Regions from separate parts of the Mus musculus genome. Here all the other regions are linked to region 4. Evidence: chromatin contacts called from public ChIA-PET, HiCAR-type and HiChIP or PLAC-seq data. All regions are on one chromosome and are shown on one strand. Each heading gives the region's core, a stretch centred on a gene start, on an enhancer-like site or on the middle of the called end of the contact. The rest is flanking DNA. Distances are from core to core; before and after follow the strand shown.

Region 1 (3,987 bases), core at 583-3,082, 300 kb before region 4:
ATTATTATTATTATTTTTTTCGTTTTTTGAGACAGGGTTTCTCTGTGTAGCCCTGGCTGGGCTGGAACTCACTGTGTAGACCAGGCTGGCCTCAAACTCAGAAATCTGCCTGCCTCTGCCTCCCGAGTGCTGGGATCAAAGGTGTGCACCACCACACCCGGCTCTTTATTATTTTTTGAAGATTTATTTACCATCTTTATATGTATGTGTCTTCATGAGTTTATGTGCACTGCATGCATGCTCAAACTAGAGGCAAGAAGAGGATGTCAGATCCCCTGGAACTGGAGTTACAGGTGGTTGTGAGCTACCATGTGGGTGCTAAGGACTGATCCCATGTCCTTTGCAAGAGCAGGAAGCAGTCTTAACCACTGAGTCATCTCCAACCCCTAGATATTCTATGTAATGTGTGACTTTTGAGATTCACTCTTCCTATTGGTTCTTTTGAGAAGGTAATACCACTTCAGTCCCACACATGAGCCTGCTAGTAAAGAGATGATACACCCAGAAATGGGGAGTGACTTGCTTCCAACTAGTAAATGGCAGACTCTGGCTGCAGCCCATACTGCCTGCCCTGACCAAGATTGAATCCCATCCTGTTTTTTAGCAAGAACCTGTTACTAAAGGTTACTTGGTTCTAGTGCCAGGAGGGTCAGTGGGTCTTCTTGGGCCTGGCTTTGTCTTGTTTCCGGACTTTGTAGAATGTAGAGGACAAAGAAAGTCAACAGTTGGACATTGTCTGGATATATGAGACTTGGGCTTAGCCACTGTCATCAGGAAGATGGAGTACAGTTAGGATGGAAGGCTGGCCTCTGTGATGAACCCAGGTTGGCTGTCATAGCACTGAAGGAGCCATTGGTAGCTCTGCTTCCCTCGGTGTAGGTGATCTCACGGCCCAGCACCTCAGCTGTTAACTCTCACACTCTCTCCTGGAATGCTTCTCTCCTTAGTCGGCCCACAGCCTCATCCTGTGTGTCGCTGACAGCTCTGGTGAGTCCATGCTGACTCTGTCGTCTCCCACTGCTCCCAGGTCTGCAGGGAAACCCTTTCCATACTGCCTTAAGGTTGTAGGCTGTTCTCCCTTGCCTATGTGTGCCTTCCCTGTCCATATTTCTACACCCTGTCTCTTGCTGGGCCATTGCCCAGTCACTGCCAGGGACAGTCACTGCCCCTTCCACTGAGGGTGCTGGTGATCTTGGTATAGATGAGCAAGGATGACTAGCTGCTTTCATTTTCATGTCAACAGGCATTGAGAAAGAGTCTTGTGACCAAAACCACACTCAGTGGGAAAGATCATCACGCTCGCTTAGTAATGTCTGCATGTCTGCCACGGATGTGGAAAGTAGGAGGGTGGCATGTATGTACCCGTTCCTCTCTGAGCTAACATTGGTTTCTTTTTTGAGACTGGCTCTCACTGTGTTGCCCAGGCTGGCCTGCAATCCTCCTGCCTCAGCCTCTGGAGTGCTTCCAGTACAGATCTGGCTTGAGCTAGTGTTGAATCTCTCTTTGGTTTTACCTCCTGAGTACTAGAACTGCCTTCTGTTTCTCAAAAGGAAACAGCCAAGGAGCTGGCCTCCCAGGTAACACTGTCCCACTGAAGCATGACAAGGAGGCTTATGACTGGGGCCTGAGGCCATTGTGGAAGAGACTAGGAACCTGCTCAATGGACCAGTGAACACACACAAACGAGCCAGGGGTTGTGAGCTAAGGTTGTGTTGGGGAAGGGAAGTGCTGTGGCTACTATGTCAGATCGCTGCTGCCAGGTTCCCTCTCTCTGCATGTGGCTTGTTGGGACCTGTGACAGCAGCTCTGAGAAATCGTGTTTCAGGTGCTCTGACTTCAGCGGCCCTGCCTAGGCAGAACTTGGGCGGCGCTGCATGTAATCAGTGTCACAATCTGCCCAGGACCTGCCAACGAACGCTCTGGTTCATTCATCACCACCTTTGTACTTTGTTCCTCTTCCTCTTCAGCCCATGAAACCCCTGAAGGCCACAGCCACCACCTCCCAGCCTGTGCTCACCATCCAACAGATTGAGACCATCTTCTACAAGATCCAGGACATCTACGAGATCCACAAGGAGTTCTACGACAACCTCTGCCCCAAGGTGCAGCAGTGGGACAGCCAGGTCACCATGGGCCATCTTTTCCAGAAACTGGTGAGTCTCCCATGAGGGCATGTCTCTATGGCAGACTGGTGTTAGAACTGGTCACTCTAGCCCTCTTGAGGCCTGGGTCACCTCCAAGCCCTTGGAGGCCGGTCTGGACCTGGGTTCTTTAGGGCAATTGGACTTGGATCCTCAACCCCAGCCCCCATCCTAGTGGAGCCTTGAAAGTGCTTCTAGAGAGAGCGGCAGAGCCAGGTCCTGTGTGTGAATGTTCCTGGGGAATGCTGGCTTTGTCTGCATGGGAGTCCTTTGAGCACTGGAATGGAGCTTCCTCTGCCAGGACGCAGGTCCCTCTGTCACTCCATGGACAGAGAAGTGTGTGAGGAGGCTGCAGGAGGATGACGCTTACCTGAGACCTTGGAAGGCTGTTGCATCCCAGTGCTGCCTTTACAAAGTGAAGCAGTTGGCTGGATATGGTCCTAACTAACAGTTGGTTCCAGAGTAGAGAGTATCAGCCGGTGTTACCTGCTGCTGTTCACAGGAGAAGAGCACAGGTTTAATGTTGGAGGATGTTCACAGAAGTCCTCTTGTTGCTAAGGCTTCCATGACACCCTCCCCCTTAGCTCTGCCTGAGCCTGCTTAGACCAAAACACTTCCTGACCTCTGTAGACCGTAAATGGTCTTCCCCATTTACCTGGCTTCTCTCCATCAGTGCCCAAGTTGGAATGACCTCAGAAAAGCCTTTCCAGGCCCCATGTTTGTCCCTCATGAACACTTATTTAAAATGCACCTGTCTTTCCCATCTTTACTGTGCCCACCAGTGTAAACTCTGGAACAGTTTGTATTTTCTTCTCATTAGACTCCCAGAACTAATGGACTCCACTGCTAGATGAACAAATGAGTGGATTGATAGACACATTATGAACTTTTTTGGGGCTGGAGAGAACTTGAATGTTGAAGGTGATACCTGTATCCTGACAGCCATGTTTTCAAGGCCACAAGTGTTGTAGGGACAAGCACAACCAGAGCTCGTCACAGCTGGGTTTGAATCCTGGCTTTGCCATAGGTGGTCCTGTGACAGCTTACCCTCCTGTTCTCAGCTTCCTTCTCCGTGAAGAGGGGTACCAGTAGCCACCTGGATGGTTGCAGGAGTGAGTTGATGCCTGAAAATGCCTGCTGCTGTTGCTGTTCTCATTACTGCTGTTTTAGGAAGAGGAAATCATGAGGCATTGTTTCCCAGAATGCTATAGTTCTGGTAGTTGGGGACCCAGCTGCTTCCCCTGGTGATCTTTCCCTGTCCACAGAAGTCTGAGGTGATTGATATGGGGGCTGCCTCTACTCAGCCCTCACAGATACAGAACACAAGCCCTGTTGAGAGGGCAGGTAGGCAGAGCAGAATGGAAGAGCTCTCCAGTTTGATATTTCTGTTGGGTTTTGGTGCAGGGTCTCCGTAACTCAGGCTGACCTTGAACTTGAAGCAGATCTTCTTCCTCAGCCTCCCAAGTGCTGGGAATACAGGCCTGAGCCTACATAGCCTTATCAATTTGTCTGTATCATTCTGACTCAGAGTCCCCTTGGTCTCAGCGCCACTGGTCTGGTTAGGAATTTGCTTCCCAGCCACCACCCCTCCCAGCATCATGAACTGCTGTCTGCCACCCTGAGGCTGCCTGCTGTGTGAGGCCTGGGTGGAGCCAGGGCAAGCCAGGCATCTGGAGGCAGTTTATTTCGGCTGAAGTCTCTGGGTATTTGATTATCCATTACCAAGAGAGGAGAATTAGCATCTCTGCTGTTTGTTTTATGAGATCATTCCAGTGCCAAACTCCTGTTTCCAAGCAACCTGCGCTTCCCAGTTAATGACCCTGGCAGGCTGGGCCTCTGGTCTTCC
Region 2 (3,766 bases), core at 270-2,769, 310 kb after region 4:
TTTACTGAGTGCTTTAAGTTATTAAGCCACCCTTAGGAATACACTCAGGAGCGGACATCACTGGGGACCCTATCATCTGTGAGATTTACCTTGACTACACCAGGGTACATGGTACCTACGTTCCCAGCTGGTGTGACTTCAGCCTGATGGTGCATCGCTTCTGGTCCCTCCCACTCTGTCTGTCAGGCCTGTGTGGTCGTGGTTTGGCTTTGTCATACCTGTACCTCTAGGGAGTGTCTGAATTTGGTCTCTCTCTTGCACTAATTTGAATAAAACGTGATCCAAGCTTCCAGCTTGTTTTTCAGATGCCAAATGCCACTGGCTGGCACAGTTGTGCCCCTCCTGCTGGCCAGCTGTCTCACAGATGGGGACTAGGGAGTTGAGGGTAGACCCTTGCTTTAGGAAGTATTTATTGACTTCCTAGTTGGTGCCTAGCCCTGAAGTGACACCCCATTTCCTTTCCTAAATAAACAATTTGAAACATACACCCCATAGGGCTGCCAAAAAGTCCTTGTGGCCCAGGAAAGCAGCCTTTGCTACGTTCTTCTTGCAGGGTTGACACAAGGATCAGAGGTGACTATTAGTGTTCCCATTTTGCAACTAGGTGAATGATCTGGGCCTTTGGTGACAGGTCTAAGGTGGTGCTACCAGGACCAGGGAGCTGTGGTGTGACCCTGGGATGCCTGGTGTTGCTCTCCCATCCAGGGGCTTCCTCAATTCAGTAATACTTGGTGAGTTTATATGAAGACGGTTCTGAATTGTGCTGTGTACAGAATAAACTCTGCGTGCATGTTAGATGTCACCAGTACACATCTAAAGACAACCCGAAATTCCCCAAGTTAGACAAAATAGGAAGCTTGAATTAGTGACCCAGAGAAGTCTGTAAGATCTCCTAAGAAAAAAAAAATGGGATTTAAAAAAAAAAAGGAAATAACCTAGTTGAACGATGGAACAATGAGTAAGGAAGATAGAGGGGCCTCAGAATTAGAGGTTTTCCCAAAAGAAACAAAACAGATTGAAAATGAAGCGCTCACTGCACGCACCATTGAGAAGCACGTCCCAGTATTTAAGACCCCAATCCTCCCCCACCTGAGAGCTCAGCCACCCAGGGGCCAGTAGTGTCGCTTCGGCTGGGACTGTGTTTAAACACTGGCATATTTGTTGTTCTGGGAATTGAATCAAGATTGAGAAGCTTCTCCGAGAAGACCTGGCTTGCTATAATTGGCCTGTGCAATTTTCTGCTCACAGCCTCTATTCATTTCCTGCGTGCAGCCCACTCCATCTGGGGCCAGAGCATGGCTTCCCCGCCAAACACCACCTGAGCATGCTCCCAGAGACCTGTGGCAGAAACGGGAGGGGAGGTCAGAGTGCATTCAGAGAGATTTAACGATGCTTATGGTTTCAGAGTAAGGGGAAGCATTTTCGAAGTGTTGCCAATCCATGGTATAGGAGGCGCTGAGAGTCTTATCCCTGTGGGTTTGCTGAGCTGGTAGGGAACAGCCAAGGAGCGTGGAGACAGGCCTCTGGACCAGAGGGAGGAGATGGTCCTTGCAGAGGGGAGGGGCTTACAAGGACCTTCCCACATCCCAGACAGCATGGGAGATACAGGGCTGGAGGGATACTCCTGAGGGTGGGCAACAAGGCTACAGAGAGATAGGGCTAGAGTCAGGTCCAGCAAGCCTACCCCTGATGTAGGGGCATAGCCTTTTAGGCTACTGCCTCATGACATTGGCAAGCTCCCCTTGTTTATTATGAGTGGATAATTGTTATAGAAACAACCCCTCACCAAAGGCTGCTTCATGGAAGCCGGAGCGAGCGTTCTCTCTGGTTCTGAAATAATCCAGCCACGGGGTTTGAATCAGACAGCACCCTCACAGTGCTTTTTTCCCCCTCACTGCAGCTTTCCAGTTCCGCTGTGCTGGCAGCTGCTAGTCTCCCAGGCTGCCCTGGTTGCTCAGAGCCCACTTGAATTGAAGAGGAGGATTGCTCAGACCCTGGGAATTCAGGGATCCAGGGTGCTGAGCTCAAACTTCCTGCACTCAGGGCCCAGAGGGCAGAGCGTCCTGGGGGGGGGGGGGGCGTCTCTGCCTTAGTTCCCAGTGTCCTAGTGAGGTTGGGGGCTTTGCAGAGCAGGCATAGTGTGTAAGGAGCCCTGAGTAGAGACAGCCACCCACAGATGGCTGAACAGGGGTTCAGGGAAGGCAGCTGCATGGTGGAGTGAGCTCTCTTCCTGACTCACCAAGGACACATGCAAACACACAGTGAGTTTTAAACTATTATCCCAAGACTGAAGGAAAGGGATGGCTTAGTGGTCAAGCCCTTGCCTGGCATGCCTCAGACACAGAGCTTCATCCCCAGCACCACCAATAAAAGGAAAAAAAGAAAGTGTTATTCTTCAAAATGCAAATGTGCTAATGGCCCCTGGGAGGGGTCGCAGTCTCTGGTTAACACCTCAGGAGCTGACACTTTTGAAAGCTGAGAGCTACTAAGTTGTCTAGGGAGGGAGGGAACCAGCCAGGGGAAGGGAGCTGACAGCTCTGCCCAGTGGCCCTGGTTCTCCCACACCCCTCCCGTGGGTACAGACTCCAGTTTGTGCCGGAACACCAAGGACCCTGCGCAGGAGGGAAGGCTCACTTGGGAGGGGGGAAGCAGCCTGTCTCCAAGAACACTTGGTTTTTGCCACCCCCCTGCCCAGCTCAGTCTGAGCACACAAGAGGTGGTTGATAAATGCTATCTGAATAATACCAACTGCTCCCTCTCTAGAGGCAAGAAAGCAAGCAGCAAGGAAAGATGGCTACCTTCACTCTATCCAAACAAACAAGCTACAACAGAGAGCAGCTTAAAGGCGGAGGGCTGGGAGAGAGTCCCTGCCTGGGGTGCATAAGAACCCATGCAAAACAAACAGGGTAGAATGACTTATAATCCCAGGGCAGGAGAGGCAGAGACAGGAGAATCCCTAGGGCTCACTGGCCAACCCGTGGGGGGACTCTGTTTCAAAACAAAAACAAAAAACAAAACAAAACAGGGTGGCCAGAGCCAGCAAGATGGCTCAGCAGGTAAAAGCACTTGCTGCCAAGTCTGTCCATTCAAGTTCAAATCCCGAAACCCACATGGTATAGGGAGAGAACTGATGCCTGCAAATTGTCCTCTGACCTCCACAGGTGTGCTGTCACAATAAATGTTTTAAGAAAGGCAGCCAGTTCCCTGGGAACAGTATCACACCTGGGGTTGGCCCTGTGACCTCCATGCACACATGAACATCTGCAAACACAAGTGCACCCATACATACGTGTACACGTGTACACGCACACAGTCACACAGACCCAAGTCTGGAGGTGGGAGAGAAAACAACAGGGTGCATTAGGATGGACAGCCAGGGCTACATATGAGGCCTTGTCTTTTTTTTTTTTTTTTTTTTTTTGAGACAGGGTCTCACTATAGCTCTGGCTGTCCTGGAACTCACTATATAGACCAAGCTACTCTCAAACGCACTGAAATCAGCCTGCCTCTGCCTCCCTAGTGCTGGGATTAAAGGCATATTCCCCATTGAGATAGTGTCTTTAAAAAAAAAAAAAAAAAAAAGGAAAAAGAAAAACAAAAGTAAGACAATTAAGTATGTAAAAGTGGCAAACCCACAGGGTTTTAATTTTCTTAGTTGTTGCAGATAGATGATTGACTGACTCACTGATTGATACAAATTATATATGTATAACTTTTTGAATATTCAGAGCAATTTTGTTTTATCACTTACATTATAATAGAAAAA
Region 3 (3,854 bases), core at 695-3,194, 370 kb after region 4:
ACCAGTTACTCAAACGTGCTGTAGCTGCTCCTTCCCCACGAGTGCTCTACAGCCAAGTGGCCTGTGACCTTGAGTTTCCTGTTAAATGAAGGAAACCCTAGCCCTGCGTAAGTGGGTCTTTGGAGTATCCCACCCTCAAGCTAGAGGGAGGATGCTATCTGATCCCCTCAGGGGCAAGAATGGAGGAAAATCCCTTCAGCCAAGTCCTGCCTCAATCGCCATAGATCTTTGTGCTGAGTTGGGACCCACTCTGGAGGGAAATCAACCAGACTTTGTGTGGAGTGTATGTGTGTGTGTGTGTGTGTGTGTGTACATATACATGTGTGTGCTCATGTATGCCGATGACCACATATCAGAGCACATGCACATGTGAAGGATCTGCATCCATGAGGATGACACTTGATGTCTCCCTCCATTTGTGTGTGTGTGTATATGTGTGTGTTCATGTATGCCAATGACTACACGCCAGAGCACATGCACATGTGAAGGATTTACATCCATGAGGATGATGCTTGGTGTCTTCCTCCATTGCTCTCCACCTTAGTTTTGAGGAGTCTCTCTCTAAACCTGCAAATCACCAGGCTCGGCTCCCTGGCTAGCTAGCAATCCCCAGGGGTCCTCCTGTCTCTGCCTCTTTAGCACTGGAACTACAAGCATGTGCCACCACACCCAACTTTTACATGTGTTCTAGGGTTCAACCCAAGTCTTCATGCTTTCATGCCTCATTGCCAAATGAGCCTTCTCTCTAACCCTGCCAGCCAGACTTTTTAATAAAGACTTAAGGTTTATTGGCACAAGCATGCACACAGATCTGTGCCCACATGTGAAGGCAGAAGTGGATATCCTCTGTCTCTGTACGCCTAGTCCTTTGAGGCAGAGTCTCTCTGTAAACCTGGGTCTCTCTTTCCTTGAGTAGGCTGGAAACCAGTAAATCCCAGTGATCCTCCAGGCTCCACCCTGCTCAGAGCTGGAGGTACAGAGTGGACTCCAGCACCCCTCCAATAACCTAACTTGCTCTCAGTAGTTCCATTTACCTGGACACCAAGCCTTCAACATCAACTTTTGGGAGGAACACTTAAGAGTCAAACCATAATACGCCATCTCCTGAAGGTTCTAAACTTGTCAGACACTGAGCTCAACCTCCTTAGCCTTGCTCAGTTCACTGGTCCAGTGTCTGCGCTAGAGTCCTCTAGCCTTCTGGAACCTTCTCCCCATTCTTGCCAATGGCTTTGCCTTCCTTGGACACAATCTCACTCACATGCAGCTGTCAATCCCAGCATCTCATTGTCACCCCTGCCTCCACCAATCCATCAGAGGGAGCCCTATGGATCTCCACTGTACACCTACCTCCGGACTAGTAAGAAACCAAAAATAAAGTGCCCCCTGGCCTCTCCCTCAGCCCCTTCTTACTGTGTTCTAAGTCCCCTTTCCCACCACACATCTGCTGGCCACATCTCCCACTTACCTAGGTCCCTTTTAGGGCGGGAAATACTACTGCCAGGCCTGGAGATTGCCAAGCTGAAAATTCAAACAGCTAGGGATGGAATGGGCTCCAACAGTGTCAGCTAATGGAAATAACAGGATGATAAATAAGTCCAAGGGAAGAGTGATTTCCTTATAGCCTGCTTGGCTCAGAAAACACTGACTGTAGTAGAAATTGGAGGAGTCAGAGCCGAAACCTAGGAAAAGGAACACAAGCTTCCAGCCTGCCGCTGGTATTGTGGTCTCCAGACATGAATGACAGAGAGTGTTGGGGGAGCCCAGGCTGAGTGCACAGCTGGCCCCAAGGAGACATGTTCCCCCTCAGAGTCCCAGGCTACCGGCTAAGTGATGAGACTGCAGGTCACGGGCGGAAGCCATGGCCCCAGTCAGGACAGCTCACACATGGCTCTTTTCCCCAGCTCCGAGAATGACTCAACGTCAGACAAGTAACTTAACCTCTCAGAGCTCAGCTTTCCAGAAATAACAATAGTGAGGGCGACGTGAAGTAACCCATGACACACACTCAGGGTGGTGCACAGGAATGGCAGCTGTTGGGCTGCCCAGCCTCGACACCCTCTCCATCTGTGCCTGCTCCCATAAGCAGAGGGCACAGAACAACTGTTGGGGCCCAGTGCACCACAGCTGGAGGTGCCGGGCACTGCAGCGGGAATAGGAATTGAATGCAGGACCCTGAGAACACTTAGGACACCAGGCCTGTCTCAGAAGGACAGCTCAGAGTCATACAAAGCATTCATTCTGGGGGACTCAGCCTGACCCCCTGCCTCTCCCCAGCTGCTATGCACCTAAGCGGTTTCTCTAATCTCTAAGGCTTTCAAATAATTGGAAGTTATTATTTCCCTCACCCATCTGGATTTTGTTTGGTTTTATGATTCCCTTTTTAAAACTATTTATATATATTTGTATTTTGTGTGTGTGTGTGTGTGTGTGTGTGTGAGAGAGAGAGAGAGAGAGAGAGACAGACAGACAGACAGACAGACAGACAGAGACAGAGTGAGAGAAAGAGAGAGAGATACCACTATGACAGACAGAGAACAAGTTGCCGGAGTCTGTTGGCTCCTTCTACCACATGGGATTTGGAGATCAGGTTTGGCAGCAATACTCTTTCTCTGCTGAGCCATCTCACCAGCTCCTCTGGTTGCTTTTTAGGTTGTTTTATTGAAGAACACCTCTTTCTTTTTGTGCTGAGATTGTGCCCAAGGTCTTGTATGCACTCAGCCCTGAGCTGCACCCCAGGCCTTCTTAGGAAGCTTTCAAGGATGAACAAGGAACACTATTTTTCCAGTGAATATGTGTCTTGTAAATTTTGAGTTCTTTTCCAAGGTGCTTTGGAAGGAAGGAGGCCTCTGTACACACACACACACACACACACACACACACACACAAGCCCCAGGGAGGTGGAGTCTCAGCAAGCTCCTAAATGGAAGCACCAGAGGCCAGGAGCAGAGGGCTTCGCTGCTCTTCAGAAGCCAAGACCCCTGGGGAGGCCAGGACACTGGTGGATCAGAAATAATCAGGCCTGGCCAGGCCACTGCCCTCTGTGCTTGCAGCAAGGCCACATGCTGCAGGCTGCACCGAGCTCCTTCTGAAGCTAGCTCTGACTGCTTACAGGCCTTGATTCCTTCATTCCCAGCAATTGGCTGGCTTCCCGGGGCTGGAGCGGCCTTGAAGTTGACTGCTAGATAAGAAAAAGAGCTTTGCTCACTTTTGTTGTTGACTCAATCCAGTCAGAGCCAATAGCATGAAGACTTCAAACCTCCAAGGAAGTCTCCCTCAGCTGTGTTGTGTGGGCAAATTCAGGGCTGGATTACAGAGGCAAATGAAGTCCCAGCCATACTGAGTCTCCCAGGGAGAGCTGGATTGCAGAGGTGAGGTCCCAGCCATACTGAGTCTCCCAGGGAGAGCTGGATTGCAGAGGTGAGGTCCCAGCCATACTGAGTCCCAGGGCTGGATTGCAGAGGGGAGGTCCTAGCCATACTGAGTCCCAGGGCTGGATTGCTCACACTTTACCTTGTCAACTAACAGCTGGTGAGATGGCACAGTGGGTAAAGACTCTTGCCACCAAGCCCAAAGACCTCAATTGATTCCCCAGAACCCAAAACTCACATGGTTGTAATAGAGAATAGATTCCTAAAAGTTGTCCTCTGACTTTCACATGTTCCCAAGTATGCTGTGCACACATAACAAACTGACTTTTAAAAGTTAACTTGCGGGCTGGAGAGATGGCTCAGTGGTTAAGAGCACCGACTGCTTTTCCAGAGGTCCTGAGTTCAAATCCCAGCGACCACATGGTGGCTCACAGCCATCTGTAATGAGATAAGACGCCCTCTTCTGGTGCACCTGAAGACAGCTAC
Region 4 (4,180 bases), core at 252-2,751:
GAGTTCCAGGACAGCCAAGGCTACACAGAGAAACCCTGTCTTGAAAAACAAACAAACAAACAAACAAACACAAAAAAAAGTACCATATGTTGATTGTAGATGTGTGGGAAAATAAAGAAAAAATATATTTCCCTGTCATTTGCTTTTGGTTGAGACAGTACATTTTCCTTATCCACCTACTCTTCACCTTCCAAGTGTTGGGATTATAGGCTTGTACCATCACACCCAGCCAATTTTGCTCTCAGAAATAAATATTCTGCTTTCTGAAATACACTGTGCATATATCGCTATGTCATTAAATAATTGTCAAAATAATACTTTTATGAGTCAATAATATATGTGTGGAGGTTAGAGGGTAACTTGTGGAAGTTAGAACTCTCTTATCAACATGTGGGTTCGATGGATGAATTCAAGCATCAGGCTTGAGGGCAAATGCTCTACTGGCTGAGCCATCTTGATGTCTCTCACAGTCCTCCTGCAATTATATTTTAAAGCATTCTTTTGTTGCTGTTGCTAAAACTTATACTACTCACACATTTTTGGGGGGCAAACTAAAACAACAATAAAATTCCATTCCTAAAACTATAATGTTTTTTAAAAACTAAAAAAAAAAAAGCAAATTATATTATTCCTGAAGCAATTTTTATAAAACTATATGTACGGAAAAAAAAAAAAAAGTTCAGCAGGGCCAGATACTCCTCTGTCGAGGTTTTCACAATGTTGAACTGGTAAGGCAACCCTTCCCTTGGCTGCAATTCCATCATTGTTCCAGTGCCTGCTGGAAAAGCGGTTCCACAGGGCTATCTGGCTCCTCTTTTTGTAATGTACGCGGCTAAACACCCTAACATTTCCTGTACTACCTGCCTAAGTTTGCATAATACTTCCATATTTAATGTCACCCCATCTAACGTAGTGTAAGCAGGGCAGATGGGAATACTTTGTTCAAGATCATAAGGTTATCAAGGGTGTAAATAAGGATGTACAGCCCGGACATTCGGTCTCAAAAACCAAACACTTCCCAGCGTTGGGTCGCTTTTCTCCTTACTCCCCACCCTAGCGAGGAGGCTTCAGACAATTCTGCCCAGTAGATCCTTATCTAAGGAGCAGAAGCTCTCCCAAACCTCAAATGTCTTTGGCAACACTGCCACTTACCAGCTGGGGTCATTTCACTCCCGATGGCAGGGGGACACAGACTGCCCTAGACCAAGGGGATCCAGCGAGCGGGTTGCACGTTGGCTTCATGGCCAGCGGGGCTTATTGCCCATCCATTGGGACACTGCCGTGGCTACCGCTCTCTGGGGCGCCCGGGCGACACTACGGCGCTGGTGGGGGATGCGCCCTGGGCGAAGAAGAGAGGGCTTTCAATCTTAAGAACCCGCCGCGTGCGAACAGGGAACTTGAGGTTAAGGGTTGTCTGGAGATTTTCCAGGGACTTGACAGCCATGCCTGCGGAAGTCAGTCCTCCGCTATCCCAGAGTCCCCCGGTTCCCGGAAGTGCCCAGTTCTCCGGAAGTGCCAGGCTAGCCGAGTAAGTAGCGGCTCCCTCGAGCCCCGTACCTGGAGGCTTGCTCTTCTGGGGTCCTGGTGACAGACAGGTCGCGAGCAGGATTGGAGAGGGCGTCGGGGGCTGAGCGGCGGGATGATGGAGGAGGAGGAACTGGAGTTTGTGGAGGAGCTGGAGGCTGTGCTGCAGCTCACGCCAGAGGTGCAACTCGCCATCGAGCAGGTGAGCGCTCCACCCCCTCGGGAGGAAGCTGCGGTGGAAGGGGCAGCTCTAGGCCAGGGTCGAATCTCCCCTGCTAGGCTGGAAAGGTGGCGGTTCTTATGCTGAGCGGAAGTCTGGATGGTGGTAAAGGTGGGGATGGGTTTTTCAGCCTGGGGACCGAACACGTCTTCTCTAGGCTCTGTGTTTCCGAGGTTGTTACGCCCTGCTGAGTTTGGGCCGAGCTGTCCTCTTTGACAGGATAAACCTAGAGGGAGCCCCGTGACTAGAGAATTCGGATTATGGTTGATTTTAAGACTCTATTCATTTTCCAGCTAGTGCGGCTTCTTCCATTTCTCTGGTTAAACTCTTGGAGTGGTTTGGAATTGGCAGTGGGATACTTCCATTGCGGAAACGAATGACAGAATAGGGTTGTGGGGCGGCATACTGGAAAATGACCCTTGTGCTGGTGTGCGCGTGCGCGCGCACTTGACACTCGCTGGAGTCATCTGGGAAAAGGAAGCCTCAGTTGAGAATTGCTTCCATCAGATTGGCCCACGGGCAATCTGTGGGGGCATTTTCTTGGTTGATGCTGTAGAATGGCCCAGCCCACTGTGGGAGGTACCACCCCTGGGCAGCAGGTTCTGGATTGTATAGAAAAGCAAGCTGAGCAAGCCATGGAAAGCAAGCCAGTAAGTAACATTCCTTCGTGATTTCTGCTCCATTTCCTGGCTTGGCTTCACCTGATGACGACATACTATAACCTGTAATCCAAATAAATTATTTACTTTACAAGTTGTTTTTGGTCATGCTGTGTTATCACAGCAATGTAAAGCAAACTAAGACAAATCTGTACCATAACTAAAAGACTGAGGGCTAGTGAGATAGTTCAGTGGGTAAAGGCACTGTGCCACCAAGCCTGCTGACCTGAGTCTCTTCCCCAGGATCCTCAAAATAGAGGGAGAAAACTACTCCTGGACAAAACACACATACACATGCACACGTCTCCCCAACCTCTGGTCTACAAAGTGAGTTCCAGGACAGCCAGGGATACACAGAGAAACCTGTCTTGAAAAACAAAAAAATAAAGTATTAATGGTCCATATATGCTAATTATTAGTAGTAGAATTATTTTACTTGGGCTACCTTCCCAATAGCCATTAAATGAGACACACTCTTTCTTTCCTTTCTTTTTTATTAGTATTGGAGGTTGAACAAATCCTTGGCACATGAGATAAGTGTCTTACCACAAAGCAATATCCATAGCTCCTAATGTGCTTCTTCTTACACTATAACCCCATGTCAGTTCCCTTAAGGAAGATCTTTCTCCCTCTATCAACAAAACCTTACAAAAACCTACACAGTTACTTCTAATATTATGACCATACATCTTAATATAGTTGACAGGAGACTTTAGTCAACAAAAAACTTCTTGTTGGGAAGAGAAGACTCTTAGGGATATTCTTTTTTTTTTTTTTTTAAAGATTTATTTATTATATGTAAGTACACTGTAGCTGTCTTCAGACACTCCAGAAGAGGGCGTCAGATCATGTTACAGATGGTTGTGAGCCACCATGTGGTTGCTGGGATTTGAACTTCGGACCTTCGGAAGAGCAGTCGGGTGCTCTTACCCACTGAGCCATTTCACCAGCCCCCAGGGATATTCTTTAGTGTCACCCAAATTGCAAAAATTCTCAACTTTGGGCTGGAGAGATGGCTCAGCGGTTAAGAGCACTGACTGCTCTTCCAGAGGTCCTGAGTTCAATTCCCAGCAACCACATGGTGGCTCACAACCACCTGTAATGTGTAATGTGGTCTGATGCCTTCTTCTGGTGTGTGTGAAGAGAACTACAGTGTACTCATATACATAAAACAAATAAATCTTTTTAAAAAATTCTCAACCTTTTAAGATTTGTACTGTATTTTTGTGTATGTGACCTGTGCATGAGTCCCCTTGAAATCCCTTAAACTGCCCATGCAGTACAGTGTCTAGACATCTTTTGGTAAATCTAGAATTTTTCTGCCAACACTGAGGCCTGGCATTCTCTCTATAGGTGTCACCGGATGAAGTAGCTTAAGTCAAGGGCTGCGTTGTGTGAAATCTGTTAATGCCTGGGATTAGACCCAGGAACAGGAAGAGAAGAATGAAGAAACTGGGAGCAGTTAGGAAGTGAATAACCCACTTCCTCATACCAGCTCACAATGACAGGCCCTGTTCCCAGCACTCCCTCTGCAAAGGGCTTTTCATTAATTCTATAATTGCATGTATGTGTCACTTGTACGTGTGGTGTATTCTCACCTTAGGTGTGCAGCACAGAAGTGCAATGCTAAACTTTCAAAAGAAACGACTAAGCTCCACCTCTCACTGCCTTTGCCTCTGCTTGCCCTCCACATCCTAGAAGCTGTGACTCTTCTACCTTTCCTAGGAAGTCATTGGTTTGTCCGTGTTTATTCTTAAATAAAAAAAAAATTACTTAT

Evidence for each region. ChIA-PET counts read pairs in DNA pulled down with a chosen protein or histone mark. HiCAR-type assays count read pairs that join an accessible place to other places. HiChIP or PLAC-seq counts read pairs in DNA pulled down with a chosen protein or histone mark.
Region 1: an RNA polymerase II ChIA-PET map of memory CD8 T cells shows a contact between it and region 4, with 22 read pairs. The contact joins the enhancer-like site here to the promoter of Vps53 in region 4. A contact is called at or near these places in 4 of 39 promoter capture datasets (cranial neural crest, maxillary cranial neural crest, neutrophils and 1 more), 2 of 115 datasets of contacts at active chromatin or transcription factors (memory CD8 T cells and pancreatic cancer cells) and 2 of 9 other capture datasets (adipose tissue and liver).
Region 2: an H3K4me3 HiChIP or PLAC-seq map of bone marrow-derived macrophages shows a contact between it and region 4, with 4 times the contacts expected there. The contact joins the enhancer-like site here to the promoter of Vps53 in region 4. A contact is called at or near these places in 8 of 39 promoter capture datasets (the 3T3-L1 cell line, the HPC-7 cell line, cranial neural crest and 4 more), 2 of 115 datasets of contacts at active chromatin or transcription factors (bone marrow-derived macrophages and oligodendrocyte precursor cells) and 2 of 9 other capture datasets (adipose tissue and pancreatic islet).
Region 3: a HiCAR-type map of fibro-adipogenic progenitors shows a contact between it and region 4, with 5 times the contacts expected there. The contact joins the enhancer-like site here to the promoter of Vps53 in region 4. A contact is called at or near these places in 6 of 39 promoter capture datasets (cranial neural crest, frontonasal cranial neural crest, hippocampal neurons and 3 more), 10 of 115 datasets of contacts at active chromatin or transcription factors (bone marrow-derived macrophages, craniofacial prominence, embryonic basal ganglia and 6 more) and 2 of 9 other capture datasets (adipose tissue and liver).

The regions. Positions count from the first base shown.
Region 1 is chr11:76,477,161-76,481,147 of GRCm38.p6, reverse strand. Abr (active BCR-related gene) reads left to right here. Exons shown (of 23, transcript NM_198895.2): 4 at 1,968-2,153. Among named protein-coding and RNA genes, the nearest start is that of Timm22, 72 kb to the right of the region's middle. Within about 2 kb of position 1,832, at least 150 of the 459 cell types and tissues checked have an H3K27ac peak or open chromatin away from gene starts, as enhancers often do. A contact at or near this core is called in liver, memory CD8 T cells, neutrophils and 1 more, where this site is marked.
Region 2 is chr11:75,863,569-75,867,334 of GRCm38.p6, reverse strand. All of the region lies in intron 4 of Rph3al (rabphilin 3A-like (without C2 domains)), which reads left to right. Among named protein-coding and RNA genes, the nearest start is that of Rph3al, 46 kb to the left of the region's middle. Within about 2 kb of position 1,519, at least 30 of the 459 cell types and tissues checked have an H3K27ac peak or open chromatin away from gene starts, as enhancers often do.
Region 3 is chr11:75,811,406-75,815,259 of GRCm38.p6, reverse strand. The region is part of intron 1 of Gm12339 (predicted gene 12339); the gene reads right to left. Among named protein-coding and RNA genes, the nearest start is that of Doc2b, 17 kb to the right of the region's middle. Within about 2 kb of position 1,944, at least 110 of the 459 cell types and tissues checked have an H3K27ac peak or open chromatin away from gene starts, as enhancers often do. A contact at or near this core is called in adipose tissue, fibro-adipogenic progenitors and liver, where this site is marked.
Region 4 is chr11:76,176,959-76,181,138 of GRCm38.p6, reverse strand. It overlaps Vps53 (VPS53 GARP complex subunit), which reads left to right and starts at 1,501. Exons shown (of 22, transcript NM_026664.4): 1 at 1,501-1,726. The coding sequence starts at 1,640. It also overlaps a transcript of Tlcd3a not described here.